Regions from separate parts of the Mus musculus genome. Here region 1 is linked to region 2. Evidence: chromatin contacts called from public HiChIP or PLAC-seq data. All regions are on one chromosome and are shown on one strand. Each heading gives the region's core, a stretch centred on a gene start, on an enhancer-like site or on the middle of the called end of the contact. The rest is flanking DNA. Distances are from core to core; before and after follow the strand shown. Region 1 overlaps Tspan4 (tetraspanin 4). Region 2 holds the start of Pnpla2 (patatin-like phospholipase domain containing 2).

What was found. HiChIP or PLAC-seq counts read pairs in DNA pulled down with a chosen protein or histone mark.
Region 1: a contact with region 2 is called in an H3K4me3 HiChIP or PLAC-seq map of bone marrow-derived macrophages, with 2.4 times the contacts expected there. The contact joins the enhancer-like site here to the promoter of Pnpla2 in region 2. A contact is called at or near these places in 2 of 39 promoter capture datasets (embryonic stem cells and macrophages), 1 of 484 Hi-C or Micro-C datasets (natural killer cells), 5 of 115 datasets of contacts at active chromatin or transcription factors (CD8 T cells, the HPC-7 cell line, bone marrow-derived macrophages and 1 more) and 3 of 9 other capture datasets (adipose tissue, liver and pancreatic islet).

The regions. Positions count from the first base shown.
Region 1 is chr7:141,489,874-141,497,043 of GRCm38.p6, reverse strand. It overlaps Tspan4 (tetraspanin 4), which reads right to left. Exons shown (of 8, transcript NM_053082.3): 4 at 6,208-6,282; 5 at 5,371-5,472; 6 at 5,139-5,270; 7 at 4,981-5,064; 8 at 3,617-4,159. The coding sequence ends at 4,091. It overlaps Chid1 (chitinase domain containing 1), which reads left to right. Exons shown (of 13, transcript NM_001142681.2): 11 at 363-443; 12 at 631-673; 13 at 898-3,908. The coding sequence ends at 996. Among named protein-coding and RNA genes, the nearest start is that of Tspan4, 18 kb to the right of the region's middle. Within about 2 kb of position 5,798, at least 4 of the 459 cell types and tissues checked have an H3K27ac peak or open chromatin away from gene starts, as enhancers often do. A contact at or near this core is called in bone marrow-derived macrophages, where this site is marked.
Region 2 is chr7:141,450,773-141,458,227 of GRCm38.p6, reverse strand. Pnpla2 (patatin-like phospholipase domain containing 2) reads right to left here and starts at 3,040. Exons shown (of 9, transcript NM_001163689.1): 1 at 2,755-3,040; 2 at 723-955; 3 at 571-636; 4 at 14-223. The coding sequence starts at 2,941. It overlaps Rplp2 (ribosomal protein, large P2), which reads right to left. Exons shown (of 5, transcript NM_026020.7): 4 at 7,126-7,224; 5 at 6,869-6,996. The coding sequence ends at 6,920.

The DNA of each region.
Region 1 (7,170 bases), core at 4,549-7,048, 36 kb before region 2:
TCCTTTTATCCTTGGCCCACAGCTTGGTGGAGCAGTTGAAGTTTAGACACTGAATAGCTTATTATCTGGGCTCTGGGTAGAGCAAGGTCAGAGAGCATCAGGTGGTCTGTCCATTGGCTTCAAGAAGGCTCACAAAAGGTGCTGTTTCCTAGTGCAGGACTTGTGTACAGTGGGACTTGGAGGTTTGACCACCCAAGCTTACTGGCTGAACATAACACAAAGCACTGCTGGCTCACTGTAGGCCTTTACGAACAATGTATTGCTCACTCTTTTTGTGGTATCCATAGCCACATAGAAGCTGGGGCTTAGGGGTGATCTGGGGTATGTGGCTAGCTCTCACACCCATAACCTGATCTCTCTAGGTACGTACAGACGCTGAAGGACCACAGGCCCCGAGTGGTATGGGACAGCCAGGCTGCGGAGCACTTCTTTGAGTACAAGAAGTGAGTGACTTGTAGCTCACCAAATTGTAGGCAGGAAGCCTTGTGGGGAGGACACTTAAGTGGGAGCAGCAGGGGATGGGGAACAATGAGGGGCCAGGACTGGACCTTAACCCCGGTGGGAGAAGAGTGTAGTCCTTGACCTAGCCAGGGCCAGAAGGCAGGGCTCATGGTCCCATTTCTCCTGCAGGAATCGCGGCGGGAGGCATGTTGTCTTCTACCCAACTCTGAAGGTATGTGCCATGTGCTTTGACTGTCAACTATAATGCTGTGGTGGGAGTGAGTTTTGGCCAGATGACATCAGTGGTATCAATACTTGCCATCTGCATTTGAGGTCTGTTCTGTGGGCTTGATTCCAGGTCACACATTGCCCCCATGTCTAGGGTAATTTGGGATATATTGTGGGGGTAGTAAGGAAATGGGTGGAGCAGGTGCCTACACCTCTGTCTGCCCCCAGTCTCTGCAGGTGCGGCTGGAGCTAGCCAGGGAGCTTGGCGTCGGGGTCTCCATCTGGGAGCTGGGCCAAGGCCTGGATTACTTCTATGACCTGCTGTAGGCTGGAAAGCAACCCCCAAGTGACTGGACTTTTCTAAGCCATGGAGTGACTGGTGAAATATAGGCCTTTTCTCTGTTTACCATGAGACAGCTGCTATGGGTCCACACGCATGGGTGTCTCCTAGTCCAGGATTTGAATCGGAATCCTTTCTACTCACTACTCACTGCTGCCTGCTGTGGGCCAGGTGAAAACGCAACCCCCATCCCCTAGGACAGCCTGGCTCTGGACTCAGGCCTCGAGTGCTTTTCAAGGCCTGTGTGGGATGTGGGTTTGGAAGATGTGAACAATCACAGACTCTTCTAAACAGCCCTTCTCAGCATCACCCTTAAGCCTGACAGGCCCTGCCTTCATACTATGATCACCTGCCTACCACAAACACGGGTATATTCAAGGTACCTGATACCTGGAGCAGGTTCTACACCTACCCCCACTGGGCTTGATGTGACCAGGTTGTGCGATCATGTTGGAAACTGGCCCAGAGAAGCTGGACTTACTTCTGTGAAACACCATGGGCCATAGCCCTGACTGTCCACCAGATAACAGGATAGGATCAGCCCATGGGGCAGCAGAAGGACCTGTGGGCTGAGTGGGACAGGTATCATGAGATCAGAAGGGATCTGTCTATCTTAGTAAACAGCAACAGGCTGATCCAGTGCTGGGGAGATGTCCAAGACTTCTAAGGCACCAACAGGTGAAGAATGGCTGACCTACTTATTTCTTCACTCCTTCATTCCAAGTGCCCTCATCCCCTGCTGGATATGATCTCAAGGTAGTGATCTCTGGTGCTGCGGGCCATTGGGTGGAGCTTTCTAATCCACTAGCCAAGCCTGAGCCATAGAGATCATAAACCCTAACTAGGCTTTTACCCTGTGAGTTTCTGAGATTTGTGGCTCAAGATCCTTAGTGTTAGGAACGGGGAGGATGCTAAAACAGCGGGCCTAGGCCTGACTCAAAAGGCTGAACCTCTCCCACTCTGGAGTGGGTAGTCCTACCTACGTCAGTTGAACCACCTATTGACCTTAACCTACTGGAATAGAGGTATCCCTGAACATTCACTGAGCTCAGTGTGACCAAGGCTGAGAACCTGGGATGCTAGGTCAGGGGTTCCTGAGATGGATAGACTCTGCCAACTATCTGATACCTGTAAAGGCCTTGGGGGCTACACTGACCCCGCTGACTTTGAGAAGACACAACTCTACAGACCCCAGTTAAGGATAGTCAGGACAAGAAGGCCAGTGTGAGGGACAGAGGCATCTTGACCCCCCCATACTATAAGAAGTGGTCATCAGTGCGCTCATGTGCTATGTGTGGTATGAGGTAGTAGACGTTGGAACACTGGCTGGTACGGTGGGGCCATGAGCCTGCTCCCACACTGGCTGCTCAGCCAGAGCTGAGTCCTAGCCTTGAGTCCAAGGGTTTAGTGGATGGGAGTAGTCTCCGAATATAAGAAGTGAGTGACATGGAGTTCTCCTAGTTGTGGGCAGAGCACTGGTGAAGCAGGCTGGGGAACAGCCTTCTGCAAGCAGATGGAGTGATTAAGGTGGCATGGGGGACAAGCAGAATAGGTCAGAGTGCCACAGTCAAGGGTCCTGCTGGAGAGTCAAATGATAGAAGTAGATGGGAACTTGGCTGAGTTCTCTGGGGCCACAGAAAAGTGAGCAGCCAGCTCAGCCTCTTGGCTTTCTTTCCCTCATTGATGCTGGAGATTGACCCCAAGCACCATGCAGGGACATCCGCACTGAGCAGTAACCTTCAGGTTCTGGGTTTGAGTCAGCAAAGTTGAGGTATGCAGAGATGCTGTCCAAGAGCTAACAGACTGGTAGATAGAAATTCAGTCAGAGAGTGGCAAGGTAGTCAGTGGCTATGGTGAGCTGGTGACCATGAGCCATGGATGGCAGCTGCTTAGCTTGGGGAGGAGAGGGGAGAAAGGGCATCCTGGGACTTGAGGAGGGTCAGCACCCCACTGTACTTTGAGTACAACTTCTCAGTTTGGCCATCTGTAAGTAACAGGTTTTTTTGCTAATTAGCAGCCTGCCTGGAGCAGCTGACTCCACAGTTAACTCAGGGTCCTATGGCTTCTAACTAGAAAGACGACAGTGGGCCACAAGGACTCAGCCCAGAGCCAGAGATATCTGGGTCACACTCAGGTGTGTGAGTCACAATGACTCCTAATGAGGACTGTGCTCAGAGTAGGCTCCTCACACAGCAGGGTGTGGAGACTGAGAGTCAGATGGCTCACAGCTCCTGAGGGTCCTGGGAGCTCATCTTAGCCTGAACCCCCAGAGTACCATCCCTATAGTCAAAGGCCCTCACCTATAGCTCTTCTTTATCCCCTAGTTAAGAAGACACTGCCTTTGATGTCTTGATGGTGGCTTGATGTTCTATATGACTCTAACTCTGGCCAGTGGCAAAGGCTCTGTGTCTCCTAGTGTTGCAATTTGCAGTCTCTCCAGACTAATCCAGGGGCAGAGGTACTAGGACAGAGATACAAGAGTAACTGAGGTAGCCCAGGAGAAACAGGAGAGAACGGAGGCCACCCCTTCCCCCAACTAAGAGGTTAGCAGTGTTCCCCTGAGCTCCGAGCTCTGCTGACCCTTGGAAAATGAAAGAACTTCCTCAGTTGAAGGCTGTACAACCTTTGTGTGTTGGCAAGACCCACAGTCTGCTCACACACTTTATTAAGATGCATCTGGAACCACGACACTGTCATGGAATGTGGATCATGGGACCTGGCCCTGCCTGGAGCACCAAGATCATCGTGGGCCTTGAGCAGACTGGGCCTGCCCCCAACCTAGCAACCATGCAAGGCTGGGAACCCCATCCTGTGTGAACACTGGAAGGTATATATGGATATAAAAAGTGTCAAAGTTCCCTGGGCCCTTAGCCCTGGGTGCCATTTGGCACCAACTCTATAGTCTGGTGTCTGCTGCCACCCAAGCAGAGTGCCCTCAGGTGCAGGGATGGATGCTGGGTGCTCTGGCCTCCAGCTCTTCCCCCTGCATTCAGCAGAACACCAGTCCTGCAGGGGGAGCGGGTTTGGACATCTTCCTTCCCGTGGGCGGGTCCTTTGGCAGAGAAGCAGAGGCTGTGAGACCTATGCACAGTAGGTGTCCGCCTTTACCACCTGGCAGTACATGGTCATAGCGAAGGTGAGGCCCAGAATCTGTGGAGACAAGAGGTCACAGGCAGAGTAACCAGGATTCAGGGAGAGGAAGTGGATAGCAAGTATCTCAAGAAACCAACCTGTAAGCCAGGTCCAGCCAGTCCAAACACATGGCTTCCTGTCTGGGTGAGCCCACTGTCCCACTCCCACATGTCTGGGCACCTGTACTGGGCTGAGGCCAGGCTGCTCCAAGGGCCTCATGAGCCCTAATCTGCCACAGAGGTCTATGCTCAGTTCTGACTATGCTCAGAATGGGCTTCCTGGGCACCCTGGTATTATCCCACTCTTGCAAGTCATCCCCAGGGTAAGTTGCATTCTGTGTATGAGGTTGCACCCCTCTGCATACCTGGCCTGAGCCCTGCTGCCTATCCTACTGTACCTCCTTGCCCTAGCTAAGGCCAACTGATATCTGTTTGCCTGATGGATTGCAGATCTGTTCCACTTAGCCTGGAACACCATACCGCCAATACTCAGCAATTCTATCGATGGCTATAAACCTAAGAGGGAGGAGCAGGGCCTGAAGGCAGCAGGGTATCAAGTGCCACTCTCATTCTGCACTGGGAAGTCCCGTCACTACCAACCAATATGGCTGCCTGGCTGTGTTAACCCAGTAGGTGACAACAGGCTCTGCACAAGGAGTACTGCACAGGGCAATACTTGGTCCTCAAGGTATCACGGGTTACCTCCCCTAGTGAACTTGCTCTGTGAGACACTGGCCTCTTGCAATCTGCATTGCTATCTGCCAACCCAGGTAACAGGCTCCTGAGCAAGTCCTCTGCCACTGTGGTCAGGAGTCCCAGGCACTGCCCTTCTCAGCTCACCTGCACCAGTGCCGTGCACAGTCCAAAGATGCCCACAGCTAGCAGGTTCTCCTGGAGCCAGGCCTTCACTGTCTCATAACAGGGCTGCAAGAGAGCCAGGATCAGCTGGGGGGACCCCACCCCTGCAACCACCCACCAGAGGAGGGAAAAGCTCTTACCGACTTCCACCAGGTACCAGGTTCATGTAACCCACAGCTATCACTGAACTCCAGACAGCAGGAGTCAGGCACACGAGTGGCATTGTATACCTCAAACCAATCAGTGTAATTGGAAACTCCACAGCATCGGAACTAGAAGCAGGAAGAAAGCCAAGGACTGGGTGAAGAGGTAGCCACAACACCCACCCTGCCAGCCTGTCCCGCCATACCAGGAAGGCTGCCCAAGCCTCACATCAGTCTGGATGATGCTCCAGGCATTGGTGAGGCCCACGTTGCCCTGTGTGCCATACAGATGCAGGCCCTTCTTCAGGTCTTGTTGGGCATAACTGTCAATCTGTTAACAGACCACCAGTTAGTACCCTCTACACCAGTCCAAGATAGGACAGTATCCCTCATCAATACCCCATTCCCCCTCTACCCGAACCTCTTGCTTGTTTCCTGAGATTACCCATTACCCTACCACCTTATCACACTCAGAACACAGTCCAGGCTCATGTCCTCCCAGAAGCTTCAAGAACCCTGGTGCAAGCCCTTGCGTCTCATCTCTATAGGCTCCCCCTGTTGGCCAGGGGAAGACTTCAGTCTACTTGGTAGTATAAGCAGACATGTCTGCTCTACAGCTCCTCTACAGCTGAGGGTATGGGCAGCATTCCTAGATCTCCAGTAAAGGAACTAGGGCACTGAAGGATAGCTCCAGCTGTACTGGGAGCCTCCAAGGGGTACTTTACAGAAAGGAGGCCCTATGGGGAAGTTGGGGGCACAGGAACTGGGAACTAGCTATAACTCAAGATCCTAAAATATGTCCGTAAACTCAACTGTGTGACCAGGCAACTAAGTATGGGGAACAACATGTGACACACAGTAAGCAGCAATGTGGGTTGGGGTGGTTGGGACAGTGTACACTTAGCAACCTGTATTCAGTAGTGGGCCCTGGCCATGTATCCTAGGAATTAAGAGTGATGCTGTCCCACCCATACAACCAGAGCCACAGCACAGATCCCTGGGGCTCTGGCCCTTTCTGCACTGAGTCTCTCAGGACACCATGCACTTTCCATTTGCAGCAACATACCTTGTCACTGTAGGCAAAGAAGAGCACAGCAATGGTGGCTTCCAGCAGGAACACTAGCAGCAGCAGCACAAAGAACTGTAGAGAACATGTCCCTTACTCACAGCCCTGCTGCTGGAGAGCCCCAGAACTCCTACCACACCATGAACTCAAGAGCCAGGCCAGACCATCCCCGAGCCTAAATGGACTGTTAGCCAGAATTTTACCCCATGCCTGATTTTAAAATCCCCATGTGCGTGTATGTCCCTGTTCCCCAGGCTCCTGGCCTGACATCTCTATTTGTGACTCTCCTCACACTCCCCACTCCCCATACTGGGCTATATGTTAGACAAATACTCTACAACCACAATTTGAGAATTTAAAAGAGATCCCAAATATCACCTATCAAAGGCCTATAAACATTCTGCAACAGCCCCTAAAGTACTAAGAGGTCAGTTTGTCTCTCTCTACAAGGGGTTGAGCCCTGAGCAAACTCCTATCCCAGGAAGAGGAAAGGAACCATCCAAAACCTCTCGGTGTGGAGCTTCAGGCCTCTGCCAGGCACATCAATTTGTAAGATCCTCCAGGACTCCTTTCCTAATTACCTGAGATTAACTTTATAAACTGTGGAGGAGGAAATAGCTTCCTTCCCATAAACATATTCCCAAGGCCAAATGGTGCTATGAGATTTCCACAGAGGGTGGGGCCAGGGGCAGGTCCAGGACAAGGAGCTGGGGTAGAGCCACCACAAGGATGAGTATCTGAGCAGTTTGGTAAAGGACACTGGTAGGTATGCCTAAGTTCTTGGGTCTGTGTCCTGCCAAGAGAAATCCTTCTAAGCTCTGGTGTGCTTTCTTGTATGTGTGGTGTGAGACTTGAACCCAGAGCCTCATGCATATCAGACAGGCATTCTTCTAGACCTGTATCCCCAGTGCCCTACCCATTTTAAAATATATTTTGAGATGGGGGGTCTTACTCTGTACTCCA
Region 2 (7,455 bases), core at 1,791-4,290:
TGTGCGGGCTCACCATGGGCTCTGGCGGGAAGAGAGCCTTCGAGAGGCGGTAGAGATTGCGAAGGTTGAACTGGATGCTGGTGTTGGTGACGCGAAGCTCGTGGATGTTGGTGGAGCTGTCCTGAGGGCAGATGTCACTCTCGCCTGAGAATGGGGACACTGTGATGGTATTCTTCAGCTCATAAAGTGGCAAGTTGTCTGAAATGCCGCCATCCACATAGCGCTTTGCAAGAACACACATTCATAGTCACACACTGAGGGGCTGCAGGGTGTCCTGGCAGCCCTACTCGGTTCCACTTGAGCCTTTGGCCCACTACGTATTGGCCACTGGGGACTCCTCAGCAAATGGCCAGACAGATGGAGTTGAGATGGGCACCAGCCAGAGGAAATCTGAGCCTCCCCAAGACTCCCCTGAATCTTGAGTCATGAGAAGTCAAGCAACAGGCAGTGAGGGACTGAAGATGGAGAGAGGCACCCCAGTGGCCTTTCTCCTCCACCCCCTTTTCCTGCAGCCCAGAGACAGTACATGATGCTTCTCGTTCCAGGGCAGGGCCAAGCAGAGATACTTACCACCCCTTGGAGGGTAGGAGGAATGAGGCCACAGTACACCGGGATAAATGTGCTGCAGACATTGGCCTGAAGAACAAGACACAGGGTAGTAGACAAGGCTCTGCCTTGAGTTAACTCCCTGCCGCCGCCAACACGGTGTCTGCAGTGCCTACCTGGATGAGCTCATCCTTGGAGCTAAAGTGGGATATGATGACGTTCTCTCCGTCTGAAACACGAGTCAGGGAGATGCCCAGGCGTCCATTGGCGCGCTCATGGCAATCAGCAGGCAGGGTCTTTAGTAGACAGCCACGGATGGTCTTCACCAGGTTGAAGGAGGGATGCAGAGGACCCAGGAACCGCTTCCGGGCCTCCTTGGACACCTCAATAATGTTGGCACCTGCTTCACCTGGGAGAGCAGGGCCGGGATCAGGGACAGCATTCCCAGCATTCCCAGCTTAGTAACCATCTGTCCTCCAGGACTCCACACCCAGGATATACTCAGATGGATGACATTCCATTGACTGTGAAGACACCTATGCCCACACTGGGGGCTGGCTCACAATTGGGACTTTGCCACTTAAAGAAGAAGGCAGACCACCACCCTGGAGATGGCGTACAGCAGGAGCTGGCCAGCTGCGATTAAAACCTGCCCTGTGCCTGGTATTTCCCAACTGCCTGTCCCCATGAGTCACTGTGCCTAACATGGTATGGCACGTGGCCTAGCATGGGAAGACGGAGGGTCAACTCTGACCTACTTCAACCATCACCTACTTGGCCAGATCTAAGTGGGTGGGCAGACCCACGAAGCCCAGCTCAGCCCAAGAGGTGCACCCTCAAGAACAGTAGCTTACAGCGGAGGGCCCACTTCCTGGGAAGACATGGTCTCACTTCTGCCAAATGCAAGCACTCTGACACTTAGGAGGCCCTTGATGATGACCCAGAACAATAGTACGGTGGCCAGAGAGAGGAGAATCTAGGGTTTGTTTGTTTTCCCCCCTGAGGACCCATGCCCTCCTCCAAGATGCTCACCTTGGCAGGCATGGGACATAAAGACCAGGGGTTTACAGCAGACAGTAGGCAACCTGTCATTGTTCTAGCTGCTCAAGATCACCTGTGCAAAGTATTGGTAGTAAGTGGTTCTGTGGGAGTGGCATCCCTAACTCATTCTCAATTCAGGTATGGTCCTCATGTCTGTCCTGAGACCACCTACCCACTATACCCACTCCTCTGAAAGCCCCCATGAGAGCCAGCGGGCAAGATCACAGGGTGAACTTCAGGGACCAAGAACTAGAACTGTATTCCTTCTCCTCTTCCCTCCTCAGGGCAAAGGTGATGGGAAAGAGACCGCAGAAAACCCTAGACAATCTCCTGCCGATGCCCTTGTCACCTTGCCTGACCTATGGGACGGGGGGATGGGCAGCACTTCCCAGGACTCCTAAGGAGGAAGAACTTTGTGTGCTGTAAACAACAACCCACGTGGTAGCCGGAAGTGTGAGACCCAGCCCCCCTTCCCATCTCTGTACTCCCGAAACCCTTCAAAGCACAGAAGTGTGGCCACCCGGTGAAGTGGGTCAGCTGGCTACAGCTGTCAATCACCATGGACCGAGCAAGCAATTATGCCCAGCCCTGGCTCCAGCTGCGTTCAGAGGTCCCCTTTAGGAACCATGACACAGTGTCCAGATGCCCATTTGAGGAATCCTTGTACTAGGCCCCAGAGTCACAGCAGTTTGTAGCGGCAGAGCCTCAGGACACAGTGACCGCTGGCAGCCAGTTCGGGGAGACCAATGCCCCTCCTCTCTCCCTCGCTCATAGCTCCGCCCACGATTTACTTTCTCTTTCCAATAACAGTCGAGTGGCACCTGCTGGTCTCCAACCTTTGTGCCCCTTAAGGCGGGCTACATGGGCACCAAGAGAATGCCATGAGCCAAGAGCGCGCCAGGCCCCACCCCAGTCCCTAGACACTCTTAGAACAAAAACAAACCAGAACAAAAACAAACCAGAACCCGCCCCGGACCGGAGCTCAGAACTGGACTTTCGGTCATAGTTCCGGAATACAGGCAGAGATGTCCCTCTCTACCGCTTCTACTGCACTAACTAGTTACTGGAACAGCTTCCCTACGCCGGCTAGGCGTGGGACGCTAGAGCATCCACCGGCCTGCGCGGTCCCCACCCCATCCTGCCCAACTTCCGCGCAGCTCGGCTCACCCAGGCAGGCCCCAGTGACCAGCGCTGTGGCGGTGAGCGCCCCTGCCGAGGCTCCGTAGATGTGAGTGGCGTTGGCCACCAGGAAGGGCGCGTGCTCACGGAGGCAGGAGGCCACGCCAATGTGGTAGACCCCGAGGAAGCCGCAGCCAGCGAATGAGATGTTCCACTTGGTCTCCCTCGGGAACATCGTGACTCGATGTCCTGCGGGCAGTGGGTCCCGCAGTCTCGATACCTTGGGGTCTCCGCCGGCGGAGGCGGAGACGCTGTGCCGGGAGGCAGAGGAGGAGGTGTTTTAGTGCGGGGTGAGGGCGGGGCCTGGTCGGCAGGGGGCAGGACCTGGGCGCGCGATCCAACTGGATCAAGCAGGGAACGGCCGCGCCCCCGAGGCCCCGCCCCTTCGTGACACCTGCTGGGCAAAGCCATCTGAGAGACCTGGAGAGGGGATTCCCAGGCTTCAGCTTCTCTCTCTCCCCACAGCTTCTTCAATCCCACAGCTTCTTCAATCCCACAGCTTCTTCAATCCCACAGCTTGGGCAGCCCCTGGACTCAGGGAGAGCCGAGCACATGGAGAAGTGCAAGTTTTGTACAGATCTGGGTACCAGGAGTTTGTGAACAGGTGTCTCCTCCTTCTCCAGGGATACCCACCAGGACACAGATGAACTGGACAGAACCTGGGCGAAGTCGCAGATAGTACCCCCTATGGGCCTGAAAACCTGGGCCACTCAGGCTAAAGCCCCCAAAACCAACAGGCCAAACAGACTGACACTGGCCCAGCAAATACTGTCACAGACTCAAGTCCTGCTCTTACCATCATAGGGGCCCTCGATACCCTAGCTGCTCACTTGGGTTTTAGCTGCCTGATCCTGTGGCTCCTCCGATTGTGGGGTCTACTTGGTCTCAGAACAAAAGCCTCAACCCAACTGATTGTTCCAGGAAGTGGTGTGCGCCTGGGTAATGTTACCCTCTCACCCTTTTCCCCGGACTAGAATTCCCTTAGCTGAGGGACAGGCTAAAACCTAGCCCTCGTTTTACCCCACCCCAAACAAGGTTGGGTTTATGGGTGACAGTGTCTTTTTGCCCAGAAATTCTCACTCCCAGCTTAGCTCTAGACCTATCACAACAGAAGTACAACTGTATTGTCAACAATTCAACCTGAAGATCTCTGAGCCAGTGCCTTTTATTCAGGTGACCCGGGACCTTGACATACACCGCAAAGAACTTCAAAACCAGCAAGAATGAAATTAGTTTATTAAGCATACATGAGAGGCACTTAAGAGGCAAGTCCAGGTCTTAGAAATGTGCCCAAGTACCTGAGCAGTAGTTATATACATAACTTAGAGGGGTTTTGAAGCTGATTAATCTAAAAAGTTTATTTTTGATACAAGGTAAAGGATCTATTGTATACTATGGACTTCAATCCTAAACTAGAAACCTGCCTCCATCTCCCAAATGGTAGAATTAGAGGCCCCCAGCTTAATTGCCTTTTAAAGATACACCATGCAGGCTTGCAGCGGAAGAAAGTATGTTGAAAATAAGGGGATCCTCACACGTCATGAGGAAGCTGTTTGAAGCAGTTTAGTTTATTAGCCATTTTGTTTGTGAAGTTTTCTCAGAAAATGGAGTACAGTTCCTTGGCAGGTGGTCTGGTCAGTTATGTTGAAAACCCTTGGATGTGAGCCATCAAGAGAAGGAAGTGTGCATCAGCAGAGTGAGAGCTGGGTGAATGGTGCCAGGGCTGGCTTTAAAAATCTCTTTAGTGGTCCCAAGGACAAGGACTAAACTGGGAATGAAGAAGGAAACATGGTAGGGTTGGTAGATGTAGGGAAATAAGTTTAGGTCATAGGTCCAAGGGGTCCTGGAGACATTTCTCTAAAGTCACAATGTCCCATCCTGTAGTGGGCCATTTCACACCCAGCATAGGTGCATCAATAGGTGAGGTCAACGGTGTCCCAACCCATTGTACAGTCAAAAGGTGGGGTATTTCTGGGGCTACTGAGCTGAGCTCTGGCAATCAGTTAAGGACAGAGCATCCAAGGTGGGTGAGCAGTCTCTGTGGCCCTGGCTGTCCTGAACTCAAGACATTTTACAGCTCCTACTCATCACCTTGGACCACAACAGCTTCTACTTAAGATCACCTGAGTGCAGGTACAGAGGCAGGAAGAGACCAATCCCCAGAGCTAGAGGACTCTGAACCACCAAGCCACCCAATACCCAATATGGATACTGAAAAGAGAGCCGGGGTCCTATGCTAACAGTGCTTTTAGCCACTAAGCCATCTCTTTAGTCCCTGATTTTAAAAAAAAAAATTATGTACCCAAAAATCAAAGGGATGCAGAACCCTATAGATTAGGAGGTACAGGTATTTGTGTGTCACCCAGCTTAGATGCTGGGATCTTAACTTCAGTCTGCTGATAACATTCACTATTTCCACAATTTGAATTTTTAGTTGAAGATCCTGGGGTTTGAACCTGGGGTGTCTAGGCAAACTCTGCCGCTGTACCCAGTTCAGAACTTACCTTTTCTTACTCAGCTGCCTCCACCTGCTGATCATGGGATTAAAGGTGTGAGCTGCCATTGCCTGGCTCAGAATTTTGATTTTTTTTTGTTTTTTTGTTTTTTTGTTTTTCGAGACAGGGTTTCTCTGTGTAGCCCTGGCTGTCCTGGAACTCACATTGTAGACCAGGCTGACCTCGAACTCAGAAATCCACCTGCCTCTGCCTCCCGAGTGCTGGGATTAAAGGCGTGTGCCACCACCGCCCGGCTCAGAATTTTGATTTTTAAAGGTTCTTTTTTGTTTTGTTTTTTTTTTGAGACAGGCTTTCTCTGTGTAGCCCTGGCTGTCCTGGAACTCAACTCTGTAAACCAGGCTGGCCTCGAACTCAGAAATTCACCCGCCTCTGCCTCCCAACTGCTGGGATTAAAGGCTTGTGCCACCACACCAGGCTTTTAAAGGTTCTTTATGCTAGGTAAACTTGTTCTATGCTGGCTTGGCCCACACACTGACTGAGACCAAAGGTTGTCAAGGTGGAATGTACACCGGTATGTCATGATTAATATGACTGAGTTTAGGGTAGAAACAAGTCCACAGTAAGCCCAGGGCTTATCCTGGTACACACAGGAAGCTAACGACTTAAGGTCCTCTCTATTTTTGTTCCAGTAATGGGCCTGAGGGACAGTGCTGCCCCAGCTCAGTAGGACCTCTGCTCTCATTTCCACAGAGGGTAAGGCTGTTTGGGCACACACCCTTCAGGCTCCTGGGAGATGCTGGTGCCAAGAACAGGGCTGGCCTTTCTCAGAATCCTGAGGCTGGGTCAACTCCCATGAACAACCTTATAAGAACCTTAAGCAGCACAAGCCCCTCCCTTCCTTCAGGGTACAGGCTACAATTGTGCCCAGAACCCTGGACCCTCCTACCCCTACCCCCATCTCTACCTGCTCCCTTATAGCTCACCTCAAAGGGTGTTAGCTGTCTTTTCTACATCCACCACCCTTCCTGGTTGTGGCCATATTTTATTCCTTGCCACAGGAAGCAGAGTGATCTCCATCCTCTGTGTAACACTCAGCTGTCTACCTAAAAGACTGACAGACCAGGTGAGTAAGAACACTGACTGCTCTTCCAAAGGTCCTGAGTTCAAATTCCCGCAACCATATGGTGGCTCACAACCATCCATAATGAGATCTGATGCCCTCTTCTAGTGTGTCCGAGGACAGCTATAATGTACTTATAAATGCAAAATGTAGAGAACCAGCCATTAGAAAGCTAACACTCTGAAAAGTTATCTGTACCTTGACACCTCAATCCTTATAGGGAAACTTGGGGACACCCTCACTGTCAAGCTAAGTGGAATAGTGACCTATGAACCACTCTTACAGCAGAGCAGTGCTACTCAAAAAAAAATTTTTTTTCAATTCAGGCTCACTCATATTTCCCATAACTTGTTTTCCCAGAATATTTAACAAAAGCTGCAAGGAAACACCACACAGGGCCTGACAGTTGTCTAAAGCCAAGGCCCTACTAAGTAAAGGGGCCTAAGGATCCTCTTTCCCCCACTGACCCAACTCTGGGTGGAGCCTAGGCTGAAGACACAGCATGTCGCATGTTGACAAAATGTTTAAAGGCCACTCAAGATACATAAAAAGACTTTATTTGCAGGGGAGCAGGAATTTAATCAAACAAGCCAAATCCCATGTCGTCATCCGACTCCTCGGACTCCTCCTTCTTCTCATCTTTCTTCTCCTCTGCTGTGGGGGAACACCATAGTAAGCACTGCCCCAAGAATTCATCTAGGTTGTCCCAGGAGCCCCAAGCAACAATAAACCTTGAGTACCAACCCCCTTTACCACCCACTCACTCATCAGACCTCCATTTACCTGCAGCGGGGGCAGAACCAGCAGCAGGTGCTGCAGAGCCAGGGGCAGCAGAAACAGCCACAGCCCCACCAGCAGGCACACTGGCCAGCTTGCCAACACCTACACAAAATAGAAAGAACATGAGACCAGAACCCAGACCCTGTGAGGGAAGTTATCACACCAGCAGGACGACTGCTCACTTAAAACCACTGCCACCTGCTTTCACTCCAAACACAAAGCAGCTTTGCATACATCTAGGAACATCTAATACCATTGAAGACTTCTTTCCCCACATTCTGATACACTAAAGAAAAGAAACTGGAATTAGCACCACTCTGACCTCCACCTTAA